Regions from separate parts of the Arachis hypogaea genome. Here region 2 is linked to region 1. Evidence: chromatin contacts called from public Hi-C data. All regions are on one chromosome and are shown on one strand. Each heading gives the region's core, a stretch centred on a gene start, on an enhancer-like site or on the middle of the called end of the contact. The rest is flanking DNA. Distances are from core to core; before and after follow the strand shown. Region 1 has its middle 12 kb from the start of TRNAW-CCA. Region 2 holds the start of LOC112705884.

Region 1 (6,741 bases), core at 1,028-3,527:
GCAATAAATAAAGTTCCTTCACCCACACATACATCTCATTGGATTTTTCTCCTTCTTAATTTCTCTAAATCTCTTTTCGATTAAATCACTTTTCTACTGTATGTATTTTCCAGATTAACCAGTTTATAAAAATATTATATGTGTATTAAAACTAATGATCAAATTAATTATTATGCTTGTGGCTTCTTTTTCAGCCACAGGAGATAAGCCGAGAAAGTATAAAGAATTAATTTTTAGTTAGTAAATTTTGTTTTAAGATTTATAATTTAAAGTTTAAAATCAAAGATTTATGATTTAAAAATATACATAATATGAAATTCGAACATCCAACAGTATACTTATTTAAACATATCAGTGAATTAACAATTAGACTAATCTAAATTAGTTTCCTTAACATTATTCTTACTACTTATTATACAAACGTGTGACAATTTGTCCTCACTAATACTTTTAAATTACTCATTAAAAAAAGATAAAGTACACTTTTTTGTTCCTAACATTAACAATTTTTTTTTTCAAAATTATTTTTAATATTTAGTTGTATTTAATTTTGTCCTTATTATTTTTGATTTATATTAAAATTATCCATGAACATTAAATCCAAATAAAATATTAGGTGTAAAATAAAAAATTTTTAGGGATAATTTTGATACAAATCAAAAATATCAAAAACAAAATTAAATGAAATTAAACTAAACGTTAGGAATACTTAAAAAAGATAAACATTAAAGACAAAATGTATACTTATCTTTAGAAAAAAAAATTATTAATTACCAATAACTCAATTTTTTTTTGGCAGAAAAAAAAAATAACGTAATGAGTCACTCTACAATTTAGCTACGCTTAACTACTACTATTGCGATTTGCAACGAGTCCGTCCCACTCTACTAGTAACTAATAAAAAAATATTTAAAATACAATTAAAATCAGTTTATAATAATTTAAAATTTTTTTATTTTATACTTTTTAATTATTATTAAAATAAATAAATAATTTTAAATATAATAACTAATAATATAAATATATAACAACAATATTACATATATAAAATTATAAATATATTTTAAATTAAATAAAATAATTTTAAATTACAGTGTTCTTAACATTATTCATGATAAAAAAGAGATTTTTAAAATTTTTTATTAAAATAAATTATTTATTGTTTTAATGAATTTAATCTTACTCTAATGTAACTATGTAAGTATTAAACTTCTTTCATATATTATTAACTACGTTTTTCAGTCTTCAAGGACTTATAAATATTCAAATAAATAATACCCTAGAATAAGTGAATGCATATAATAGTAATATAAAAAAAAAATCATTGTGGTTTTAAAAACATATCAATTTTATGTTTATTACCCTAATATGAATAATAATATTTATTTTGTGCTTTGGGTCACTCATCAACATAATTTTCAATAATCTTGGTGGAAGAAAAGCTTAAATTAATTATTAATTATAAGTTGTATATGTTGGCTGTCTACGTCATGGTTCTATCAATTGTCGGCCAGAAACACAAAAAAACTGGAATATCTAACTATCATAATTAATAACTAAATGAATTTATTATAATTGGTATGAGTTTTAAAGACATGTATTAAAATTATTAATTGAAAATATTATTTTAGTAAATACATAAATTTAAATAATATATACTATTTTAAAATACGTATTAGCTAAATTTTAAATAAATTATTCAGTTTATGCATATTATTAATTATGTCGGCTTCTGCAGTCGCTACTCTCCATGGAGTTATCTATGCAGCCACTCAAGTAATTAATTAATTATTATGTCGGCTAATTGCCCACTTCTAACTTCACAAGACTGTAAGAATAAGAATTGATGTTATTTTCTATTCACTTCATGTGTCATTTATATATATGAAATTTTTTAAATATATCGATATATTAATATTTTAATAATTTTTAATCGTTAATTTTAATTATAAAAAATATATAATATATATAATTAAAATTAATAATTAAAAATTATTAATATATTAATATATTTAAAAAAATTTTATACATATATATTAAAATTAATTATTAAAATTTATTAAATATATTTATATATAAATATATATAATTTAATTTATTTTTAATATATATTTATATTTTAATATATATTATATATTAATAATTAATTTTAGTATATATTTAACATAGTTTGCGTCTAAGTTGAAGACCTATCTAACTAAAAATCAACGAGGAATTAACACCGTGGAAATTGGAGATCAGTATTAGTAGAGCACAGAATCTTTAATTAGGGGGGCCGTAGGGTTGGATCCAGAGGTTGATTTATTACTTAATTAAGAAGCAGGCACGCACCTAGATACTGATTAAATTATTAAATAAGTTCTCTGTACCTACAACAAAGAAAAAGGGTTCATGTCCAACTAACTCGTCTTTTGTTTGATATAATCTGCACCAACTCAAATTGTGATACTGTTAATGCACCCTTTTTATCGACTCATGCAAGAACTTATTATTAAAAGCTTAGTTTATGCTTTTAATAAATACATTAAATATTTAAAATGTATATATCTTATATTAAAATATTAATTAACAATTTAATATATACCCCAAGTTAATCAGAAAGCCAAGGTAATAAGTTAATTGTACAAAACAGTTTTCTCCCTTTTTTTTTGGTTGCAAGCCGGTGAAAAGGGAAAAATATATGAGATTGGAGGTCGAATACTCTTGTTACGAGAAAGTTTTACGACCAATTAAAATGATTAATCAAATTCAATTAGGTAATATTTGGTGAAGAGATAGAGATAGAAAGACTAAAGCTGAGAAATAGAGATTAAGAAACAGAAATTGAAATAAATTTTAATATTCTGTTTGGTGTAAAGTAAGAGACAAAAATTGAAATAAGAATAAAATTTTAATTTAATTTGCAGAAAGAGTAAAATTAAAATTAATTAATTGAAATGAGAGTATTTTAGGTATAAAATGTTATTAAAATTTTAGTCTCTATCTCTAAAAATTTTAGTCCCCTGTATTCTTACTTTTTAGAGATATTGAAACACTGAAATTTTGAAAATAGAGACAGAAAGTTCAGTACCAATCTCTAAATCAACAAATACGATATTGAATCTAAGTTTTTCAGTCTTTATCTCAATACTTCAAAACAAACACTACCTTAAATATTGTACATACATTTTTTTCATCTTTTAACGTATTTTTTTTTTGTTGAGTCAAGAATTAATTTAGTATATTATAATGACAAATATAATTAGTTATTTCTTAATCTTCATGATGAGTATTATAAGAATTAATTAAGTATGATCAATTACAAACAAAAATCATGCAAAGCATCTATATTAATAAGGATATCATTAAAGATGACATTAAGTTATATTTGAAAAGGAAAATTACGAGGAGTCAATGAAATATTTGTATAATGTGTATAGAGGTTTATGAAATATTAGAGATATAACCATTAGTGTTATCTTTTTACCATTAGTGTTATCTTTATTTTTTAGTGTATTTATATTTTTTTATTGTCTAAAATTAAACTTATATTAAAAGATACAAAAGATAAAAAGAGTTAATCATACAAAAATCATTTTAATCTATTGTTTGAATATTTGATTTTGAAAGTATGTTGAGATTAGAGTACACTTAGTTTCCCTTAATTAGGTTGGTTAATACCTAAGTGATTTACTAAGCTTTGAATAGTTTAGGTGATTTACAAGAGTGTGAGTTTCTTAAAATTAGTTTCTTTTTTGAAATAAAAAGTTCAACACAACAAGGTGGAGCATCAACGTTTCAACAGAAAAGTACTAAACAGATAAAATAAATTAATTTCTAATTATCTTCGACAAAAGCCATCAACAATCCAAAAGATCAAATATCACTCCACTCTTTATAACTCTTAATCGACTTGTTAACTACTTTTGTAACACCTGATTCTTGATTCCTGAAAATTCTATCATTTATTTTCAACCAAGTGCTCCAAATGATAACAATGAAACCAAACTCGCTAATATTCTATTAATTTGACTGCACGATTGACCTCCTAAACCACGTAAACTTACGGCCATTCAGCTTTATATCCACCAGTTCGATAATGCTATTAATACACTAGCGCCTTTTTTTTCTTCTAACTGCACAACCTCATTGAAGACACCCATGTAGCAAAGAGGAACCTGACATATTTCCAATAAAAAAATCCAACTCTTCCTACGTAGCAAGCTTCTCTTTCTTTATATGCACACATACACCAAGAAAATAGCACAAATAAAAAATTATTATTTGTCAATTTCCTTTCTATACACAACCATCTCTCCCCTTTGTAACAATTACTCAACCTAAACATCATAATATTCTAAATTATTAATAAACCTCCAAAAGCACCTTCCGATCCCACAAATTCCAAACTCACCACATCATTACCCCAAAATTGCACTACATCAAACTTAGAAATCACCTCCTTCTTTGTCTCTATCAATCCTAACATATTCACATTATTTTTACTCTTAAATTTTTTTCATTTTCTACTTTTCAACACCCCCTAAATCCCTCATATTCCATGAACTAAAATCATTTAAAAACTTTATTACACACCTTATTTCGGTTTTTGGGACAGCACCTTCTTGCTTTCTCTTTCTGTTTTGCTTGCCTTCTTTTTTATGCCAATACTTCATTCCAAGTTTGGAGAATAGCCATAATGTCTTCATCCTCGTCATATAAAACAGCTCCTGATTCGACAGTCAGATCCCAAGCAGCCCTATTTTCAGCCATATCTTTATCCCAACTTCCTCCGTGTTCATCTTGATTAGTTTCACCGTCTGCATCCTGCTCTAAGTCTTCCGAAGCTTCCAAGTTCTTTAAAACTCCTTCATCATCCAATCCAGTTTCCCACACTACTGTATTCTCATCTTCTAAATCTGAATCTTGCATTGCATCACCACTCATCAGACATATGCCAACATGCTACTTACCACTCTCGTCCAAACTAGCGTGGATCTTATTAACTACACCTGGTGGAATATTTTTTTCGTTGCGCTGTGCTGTTCGAACAATTCTTTGCACCTCTGCCAATCTCTTTTTCGGCTTGATTTTGCTCGTCGGGCGCATAAGGGGCTTCACGCTCCTCCTTGCCCTCCACGCCATCAAGTTCAGCACGGACATTATCACCTCCGCCACTAGCAGCTGACTTCCGCACTGCTCCTAGATCTGCCTCGTCGGCGCTGTTCACGGTGGCATCAACCCCTTCGCGAACTCCATGACCAGCCACGCCCCTCTCTTCACCGTCGCCCGTAACAGCCAGCAAGGAGACCCTTTTAAAACGCACAATGACGTACTCTCCGTCGCACCACACAGCCACTTCGCCGCCACACTCCACTAACATATTGGGCCGTATATGCTTTAACCCAGCCCCAACTGAATTTTTGTTCAACACCAGATCAATCCCTTTTTTCCGTTTATCCCCGTATTCCCAAGTCTCCATTCTTTCAGAGATTGTTTCGTTACTGATTGTTTGAGATCCCATAGATTCCGCACACACCATAACTGCCGGATACGCCAAAGGATTATCCGTTCGCGTTTTCAAAAAATCCTCATGCCACTCATCCAAATCCTCAACAGCAAATACCTTGGAATTAGTGGATGTAATCAATCTTGATTATAGGAAAAATTCTACCATTGTTGTGGAGGAGAATGGATGTAGGTCACATTGCACTTCATTACCGAACCAAGAGACATCGAGGCGTTACTATTCTTCTTTCTTTTCTTTACTGTTTTAATTTTGTTGTGCCACGGATGAGACAAAAACGAAATTGTCTCCTAAACCAGAATTCTGTATAATGTTTATTCAAGTCTAAAGTGGTTCCTTGTTTCAACCCATCTTAATTGACTTAGGAACCTTCATTCTTCTTTCACCCTCTTGATAAGAACTTGTGTTACGATTAAGAAATTTCAATGTCAAAATTGAAAAACTTCTCATCATCATCATTATATATAATTCTTCTTCTTCTTTTACCTTTTCCTAATTTTTTTATTTTATACTTTTAACAAGAATAAAAATAAAAAATCAAACAAAAAAAAGAGAAATACATAATGCTACAAACCCATCAAGAAGAGGAGGAAAAAAATGTACTAACAGCAATAAAAAATAATGATAAGGAGGAAATACGCAAAGAAAAATGTATTCATATTAAAGTGCGTGAGATACGCATTGGGAGAAGTTGGAGCGTTTTTACTAATGAAATCAGTTTCTGTTGAATTTCGGACAATTTAATTAAATTTAATTGTCAAAAAAATTTAAATGTATAATATAATTACGCTTATTATATTACCCAAACTAAACTGGTTATATATTTAAGTAAATATTTTTCTAAACAGAACTAATTTTATGATTACATTACCGATAAATTAAATAAATATGTTATTTTTAAGTGAGTAAATAATAAAGGATTTTGTTACGAAATTAACTTTTTTAAATAAATAATCAAGCAATAAAATAGCAGAAGAAACAAATATGACAAGAAGAAATTAGAGACTAGTTGTTGTTGTGGACACTCAAAAAACAAAAAAGAGACTAATTATCCCATTTACGCCAACTATATTTATAAACTAATTTTATTGATATATATATCTATATACATATATATATATATATATATATATATATATATATATATATATATATATATTCAGAAAAATATATAATAAAGACCCAAAATCCCTAGTTATGATATGAAGGGTTATTGGGTGAGGTACCTACCTCTC
Region 2 (6,683 bases), core at 8-2,507, 53 kb after region 1:
GTCTCTTAATTTTTCTGTTCTACCTTTTGCCTTTTTCTTCCCTCCTCCAATTTTATTTTCCTCTAAACGGATTTCTCTTCTCTTTTCACTTCTAAAACCCTTTCTTTATTTTATTTATAAAGCTCTTTAGATTTTTTTTATATTGGTTGGACACTTTTAATTTTTTTAAATATTGTCATTACTCTAGAAAATTGTTGGTTTAATTAAATGCTGCTACAATTAAAGTGCACTACAGTTAAGATTTTATTGAGAAAAGAAAATATACATTTGTTTAACGTGAGTATGAGATCATAGTTAAGTACAGGTTTGGTATTATTTACAAATTATAAAATATACATTAAAATTATTATTAGTAGAATTCTTCAAAAATTTTACTTTAATAAATATTTAAAAATTTAGATTTTGTATATTCTTTATAAAAATCAATTTCAATAGTAATCTAAGAGCACATATTAATTGAACCTTATTTATATTATTTAAAAATTCATTACTCTATTTTTTGTGACCTTGTAAAAATTGATCTAAAATAATGCATGCTTAACTTAAAACTTATACATTTTTACGTATTTATTATTTAAAGAGTGTTCATGTCACTAAATTTGCTAACTAGTTCAAAGTATAAAGAAAGTGAAAATATAAATTTATTTAAACAATTAAATGAATAAATACAAAAACACATCATGCGTGTTTAAACTTTTACTGCAGAATAATTAGAAGTAGAAAACATAAAAAATTATAAAAAAAATTTATTCACTTAACTTTATTATAAGTTAGGTAAAAATTCAGGTGAAGTTGATTTCACTTGATATTTGAGAATTGTTAGATGAAAATTTAGTCAAATCAGTCAAATCATCTAACGACTCTCAGGTATCAACTTCACGTGAAATCCATTGCACTTGAGTTTCTACCTATAAGTTATTGTTATTACAAATAGAAACTCAAAAAATAAATGAAAAATCCATTCAAACAAAATCTTCTACAGATCATTCTATAAAAAAAATTTTCTACAGATCACTAAAAATAATTTTTATCAAAATCTTAAAGAAGTTTAATTTTAGTAAAAAATTGAGATAATTATAAATAGACCTAATTTACACGTACAACCAAAAAAATTCTTTTAAAAAATATTTTTTTTTTTACAATATACTAAAATTAGATTTGTCAGTATCATGCTGGAATAGTGATGCATAGTAAAGTTTTTTGTATACTGTGTAAAAAATAAAAATTCTATAAATATATTGAATCATTTGTGATTTTGGCTTTCGCTCAAAGTGCTCTCTCCCTTCTCCATTTTTGCATCCTCTTCGGACACTCCGATATTCCATTGATCTTCCACTCTCTCAACTTCCAAAGTTTTGATCTTTTTCTGATCACCATCCACCCCATGTAACCATGTAAGTTATTGCTCCTATTTCATCACTTCCCTTTAAACGTTACACTTTCCTCTCTCAATTCCCCTATTTTTTTTATTTTTTTTTTATTTTCACTTCCATCCACTTCTATTATCTTTGTTGGATTTTGACGTACTTTCAGTTTCTACCCTTTCTTCTCTGTGAGTTCATTTTGAATTTCTCTTCGTGTGCGCGTGCGTGTGATTTGTTCTTTAAATGTTTATTATTGTTTTGATTTTTGAGTTGTTGGTAGTGTTTTTTTTTTCTTTTTTCTATCGTAATTGTGGAATGCTTGTTAGTGATTACTTTAAAAGACCAGGTTCAGTGGGTTCGGATTGGGATCTATGTGGGATCTCTCGGTTTCTGTTTTCTTCTTATTATATATTATTCTCATCTTTGCGTGGTTTTGTTTATAATGTTTATGCTGGTTAATATTGGTTTTTGTGCTTTTTTTATTTGTTTTTTTTATGTATATATATAGAGATTATCACCTGGGTGGCTTCTTCGTCCGAATAAAAAGGAAAAAGATTGAATTTTGACGCATTCCCAGAACATATGTTGCTTTTTTGAGTGGTGGCTAGCTATTTCATGGGTTGAACTTGAAGAATTATGGGTAGCTTTAGCGAATTCGAAGAATGTCGGTTTTTTGATGCTCAAGAAGATGTTGTGTCCATTGCAGATTCAGTATCTGATGGAACTGACACCCTTGACATCAAATCTACTTCCAATGGAAGAATAGGATTGGAGGGCTTTGACTATGATGTGTGGATTCGGAGCCCGAGGAGTGTTCGAGAGCGTAGGGGCAAGTTTATGAAGAAGATGGGACTGAGTGTGAATGGGATTGAGAATTCAGTGGATGTGGTTGGTGTTGTTGAGCAGGAAGAGGTGAGGGATAGAGTGGAGTATAGTAGTGGGGCTGTGACTAGAACTTGTGATGGTTTTGAAGAGGAGTTCTGTTCGAGTCGGTCATCTATGTCTTGTTTTTCCAGTATTGATTCTTCAAAGGAGTATGGTTTGGAGGAGAACTTGCTGTGCCAAGACAAGAATTCAGACAAGAGAGTTGAGTGTAATGTGGATCCAAAGGGGGAACAGAGGAATATGAGGGATGGTAGGGATGTGGTTCTGGATCGGTTGGCGAATGCAGGGGAACCTGATGATTCTGAGAAACCCTCTGGGGTAACTCCTTCTTGGCAGACGAATGGGAATAAAAGGAGTTGGCTCAGAAGATTGCGGTCGTTTACATGTATGCTTGATAATCAAGGTGACAATGGTTTTGGCTTAGGATGTAGGCTTCAGAGAGTTAAGGTTCGGCAATGCAAGAAGCAAATGAAGGAATTGTCTGCTCTTTACATGAGACAAGATATCAAAGCGCATGAAGGTTCTATTACGACAATGAAATTCAGTCCTGATGGCCAGTATCTTGCAAGTGGCAGTGAAGATGGAGTTGTGCGCTTGTGGCAAGTGATTGAGGAGGATATGTCTAATGAAATTGACATTTCAGAAATTGACCCATCCTCCCTTTACTTTACAGTGAATAATCTCTCTGAATTGAAACCTCTGTTTATGGACAAGGAGAAAATCAACAAACTGAAGAGCATGAGAAAAACACAAGATTCAGCATGTATCATTTTCCCTCCTAAGATCTTCAGGTTGTTGGAGAAACCGTTGCATGAGTTCTATGGGCATCGAGGTGAAGTATTGGATCTCTCCTGGTCAAAGAATAATGTGAGTGAATGTCAAAAATTTTTGTTTTCTAGCAAAAAAGGCATCCGCTTGCGTATGAAAATTGATTTGGTTCTTCTTTTTGATGCAGTATCTTCTCTCGTCATCCGTTGACAAAACTGTCCGTCTGTGGCAAGTGAAATCCGATAATTGCTTGAAAGTTTTCCCACACAGTAATTATGGTGTGTGCATTACTACAATTCTGTTCTGATTTTTGGCATTGTTGAACCATTTATCTTAATTTGTTCTTATTACTTCAAAATTTTCTTATGTTTCTTTTTGTTATTTGATAATGTTTTGTAGTGACATGCGTACAATTCAATCCCGTAGATGATAATTATTTCATTAGTGGATCTATAGATGGAAAAGTGCGCATCTGGACGATTCCTGATTGTCGTGTCATAGATTGGACTGACATTAGAGATATAGTAACGGCAGTATGTTATCGACCCGATGGCCAGGTAGAGCAACTCTTTCTTTTTACATGCTTTCTTCTATGGAAAGAAATACTATATAGAGAATATTGACATGAATTACCTGCTTTATACAGGGAGGGATTATTGGGTCCATGGCAGGAAATTGTCGATTTTATAATGTATCAGGTATAATTCTTTGGATATATTTTCCTCTAGTTAGACTACTTAGATGTCATTTAGTAGATTTCATAATATCTCATATAATTAGGATTCAAATTGTTATTGTGCCATGGTGGATGGGTGATTGATAGGTGGCTTGGTGGACCTACATTCTGCACATGCTTGAAATAAATATTTTTTTTCTTTAGAATAACGATGACATATAATCATGGACAAACTGGTTATGATTGGATGTGAATGTCAATGGCTCCATTGTAATCACTTAAACACTTTAGCTAGGTACTCATTGCTTGTGTTTCATCTTTTGCTTGAAGCAGATAATCAGTTGCAGTTGGATTCCCAACTATGTTTACTTGCTAAAAAGAAATTTACTGGAAGAGGGATAACAGGCTTTCAGGTATTTTCTCTTTTTATTTGGCTTCTTGCATCAAATGAATAATTTTGGCTTAATTACCATTCATTTTTTGCTGTTCTATATAAGCTACACTTTATTTGGCTAACTGATTATATTTCATCTGTTTCAGTTTTTTCCACAAGATTGTAACAAAGTTATGGTTACCTGTGCGGATTCACAAGTCAGAATCCTTGACGGGCTTAATGTGATTGGCAAATACAAGAGTATGTTTCGTTATCTTATTCTTATGCTTTACAAAGAATTGTTCTTGGATCTGTACTTCTGCACATTCTTTTAGGATTTTGTTTAGTTATTGTTCTGGCATTTTATTGGTTTAGCAATTATTGGTACATTCCTCTAATTTGCATTTTATTTCATACTATGTTTCTAAAATTCTTGTTCTGTTTCTGTAGGCCTAGGCACAGGGAGCCCATTGAGTGCATCTTTCACTTCTGATGGCAAACATATATTATCAGCATCCGAGGATTCTAATGTATATATGTGGAATGTTAGTCAGGAGGAGTCTATTCCCATGAAAGCTAAGAAGATTTGGTCTTCTGAGCGGTTTTTCTCAAACGCTTCCATTGCAGTGCCTTGGCAAGGTTTGAAACCTCAGACCATGGAAAATGAACACCAATGGAATGTCCTAGATAAAACTTCACCCGAATCTGTACATCTTAACCCACCTGCTTCATTTTCCCTGGGTCAAGAGTATTTCTTGGAGGCTTTGCCTAAGGGATCTGCAACTTGGCCAGAGGAGAAGCTTCCAATTTCTAGCTCCAAGGCAAAAACATCTACAATGCTTAAATCCGAGTACAGGTTCTTGAAATCTTCATGCAGGAGTACCTCTCGTTCTCATGCATGGGGGATGGTCATTGTGACTGCAGGCTGGGACGGTCGGATAAAGACATTCCACAATTACGGATTACCCGTACCCGTTTGAGAAGGGGGGGAGGGGGAGGTGAATTTTCCTTGGCATAAGCAAGCTGTCCTCGGAAAATTACATGGTGCTGATGTTGTTGGGAGTTGAGAGTGATGTTGACTTTGGCAGCAACTGTGACATAGCATGTCAAAGTCAAAGCCTAAGCATGAATTAGAGGAACTTTGGCTTTTGGAGGGGCCCCCTTCACATTGGTATCGCTGGTTGAACAGTGACAAGTGGTTACATTACTGTGGTTCAAAAATGTAATGTTGCTGGAATTTAGCAAGTTGCCAAGTTACATTGCCTTTTGATAGTCTAGAATCTGCTGGCCCCTAAAGGAGATGCAAATTCATGTGTTAGAAGCTTGGAAGGGGGTCCTATCAGATATTATTTTGATTATGTTGAAAGGACTGTGGGGCCTTCACAACACTCCATGCTTGCTACGATGAGTGGAGGAGATTCAAGCACTGCTGATTGAGGTTAACCTTGAGCAAAATTGCCATTTAGCAGAGAGAGAGCTATGTGTTTTCATCATTACATTATTGGCAGGGCTAACTAATTGGATCTCTTTGTCTGCCAATGTGGCCGTCGATCTCCTGGTGGGGCCGCCGGAATTGGACATCGGTGCCTTTTGCGCTCTCCGGTGATACAAACAATACATACAACAACCAATCTAATTATTGCTGCATTTAGTGGCTCCAAGCCTTTGGAAGCTGCTTCAATGCTCTAACAAAAAATCATTGCTAACAAAGAAATATTTCTGTATATCATCATCATCATCTCAATTTTAGGCTGAGATCACCTTTCATTAGGATCTTATCCTTTTCCAAATTGTATTGCCATTTTGGTGTTTTGAGGGATATATACTATGTAAGTAAAATTTTGTTGCCTTCGATTTATGAATGGAAACAGTGGTAAACCAGAAAGAAAGTTCTTTGTACATTTGCTCTCTTTTTGTTTCACAAAATAAATTGGAATTTTGTGAAAAGCAAACAACAGTTACTTGAAATCAAAAGGGTAATATTACCTACTAATATAAAGTGTTATTGGTGCACATAGGTTAATTGTTTGTGGTTGAGAACAAGAGCTAGTTCCTTTTATCTTTTGCGGTTCCAATTATTTGAATCATGTTTGGATTGAAGTATGGAATGACATTAACGTTTTGATTAGCAAGGAATGAAGCAGAAGATAGTGAGTGGTGACAGTGCACTCCAATTTTAATTATGAACCATGCAATTTTGAACAAAAAGGAATATGTTTTATGTTATTGGAAACAGGAATATGTGACACTCACGTGGAATGTAGTTATAATTGGTTATTTCTTTCATTACACTCTAGTTACTGTTTCTTAGATGAGAACTGAAGATTAAGGTTTATGCATTCAAATAACATTTTTAATCAATGATATCAATTTTCCAACAGAAATATCTTTTTACTAATAATTGTGCTAGAAAGTATTTTAAAACATGATATGCTCATTGGAGAATATAGCATCTAATCCAATCTTCTAATCATAAAGCGGTTTCATGCCAAAAGCATTTATTATTATTGTTTGGAGAAGAAACAAAACAAAATCATATCAATGAAACCTCCTTACAAAACTATATAAAGCAAAAACCACATGGTAATGGACACCATGAGCGCATATGTAGACCCTA

The links. Hi-C and Micro-C count contacts between places; a contact is called where the count stands out from the background.
Region 2: a Hi-C map of an unstated tissue shows a contact between it and region 1, with 2.9 times the contacts expected there. The contact joins the promoter of LOC112705884 here to the enhancer-like site in region 1. A contact is called at or near these places in 5 of 8 Hi-C or Micro-C datasets (leaf and an unstated tissue).

What each region holds. Positions count from the first base shown.
Region 1 is chr8:7,191,759-7,198,499 of arahy.Tifrunner.gnm2.J5K5, forward strand. No RefSeq gene overlaps it. Among protein-coding and RNA genes, the nearest start is that of TRNAW-CCA, 12 kb to the left of the region's middle. Within about 2 kb of position 2,278, at least 1 of the 3 cell types and tissues checked has open chromatin away from gene starts, as enhancers often do.
Region 2 is chr8:7,245,953-7,252,635 of arahy.Tifrunner.gnm2.J5K5, forward strand. It overlaps LOC112705884, which reads left to right and starts at 1,258. Exons shown (of 8, transcript XM_025756890.3): 1 at 1,258-1,394; 2 at 1,873-3,116; 3 at 3,205-3,295; 4 at 3,417-3,574; 5 at 3,664-3,715; 6 at 4,027-4,106; 7 at 4,234-4,327; 8 at 4,517-5,967. The coding sequence starts at 2,001. The coding sequence ends at 5,046.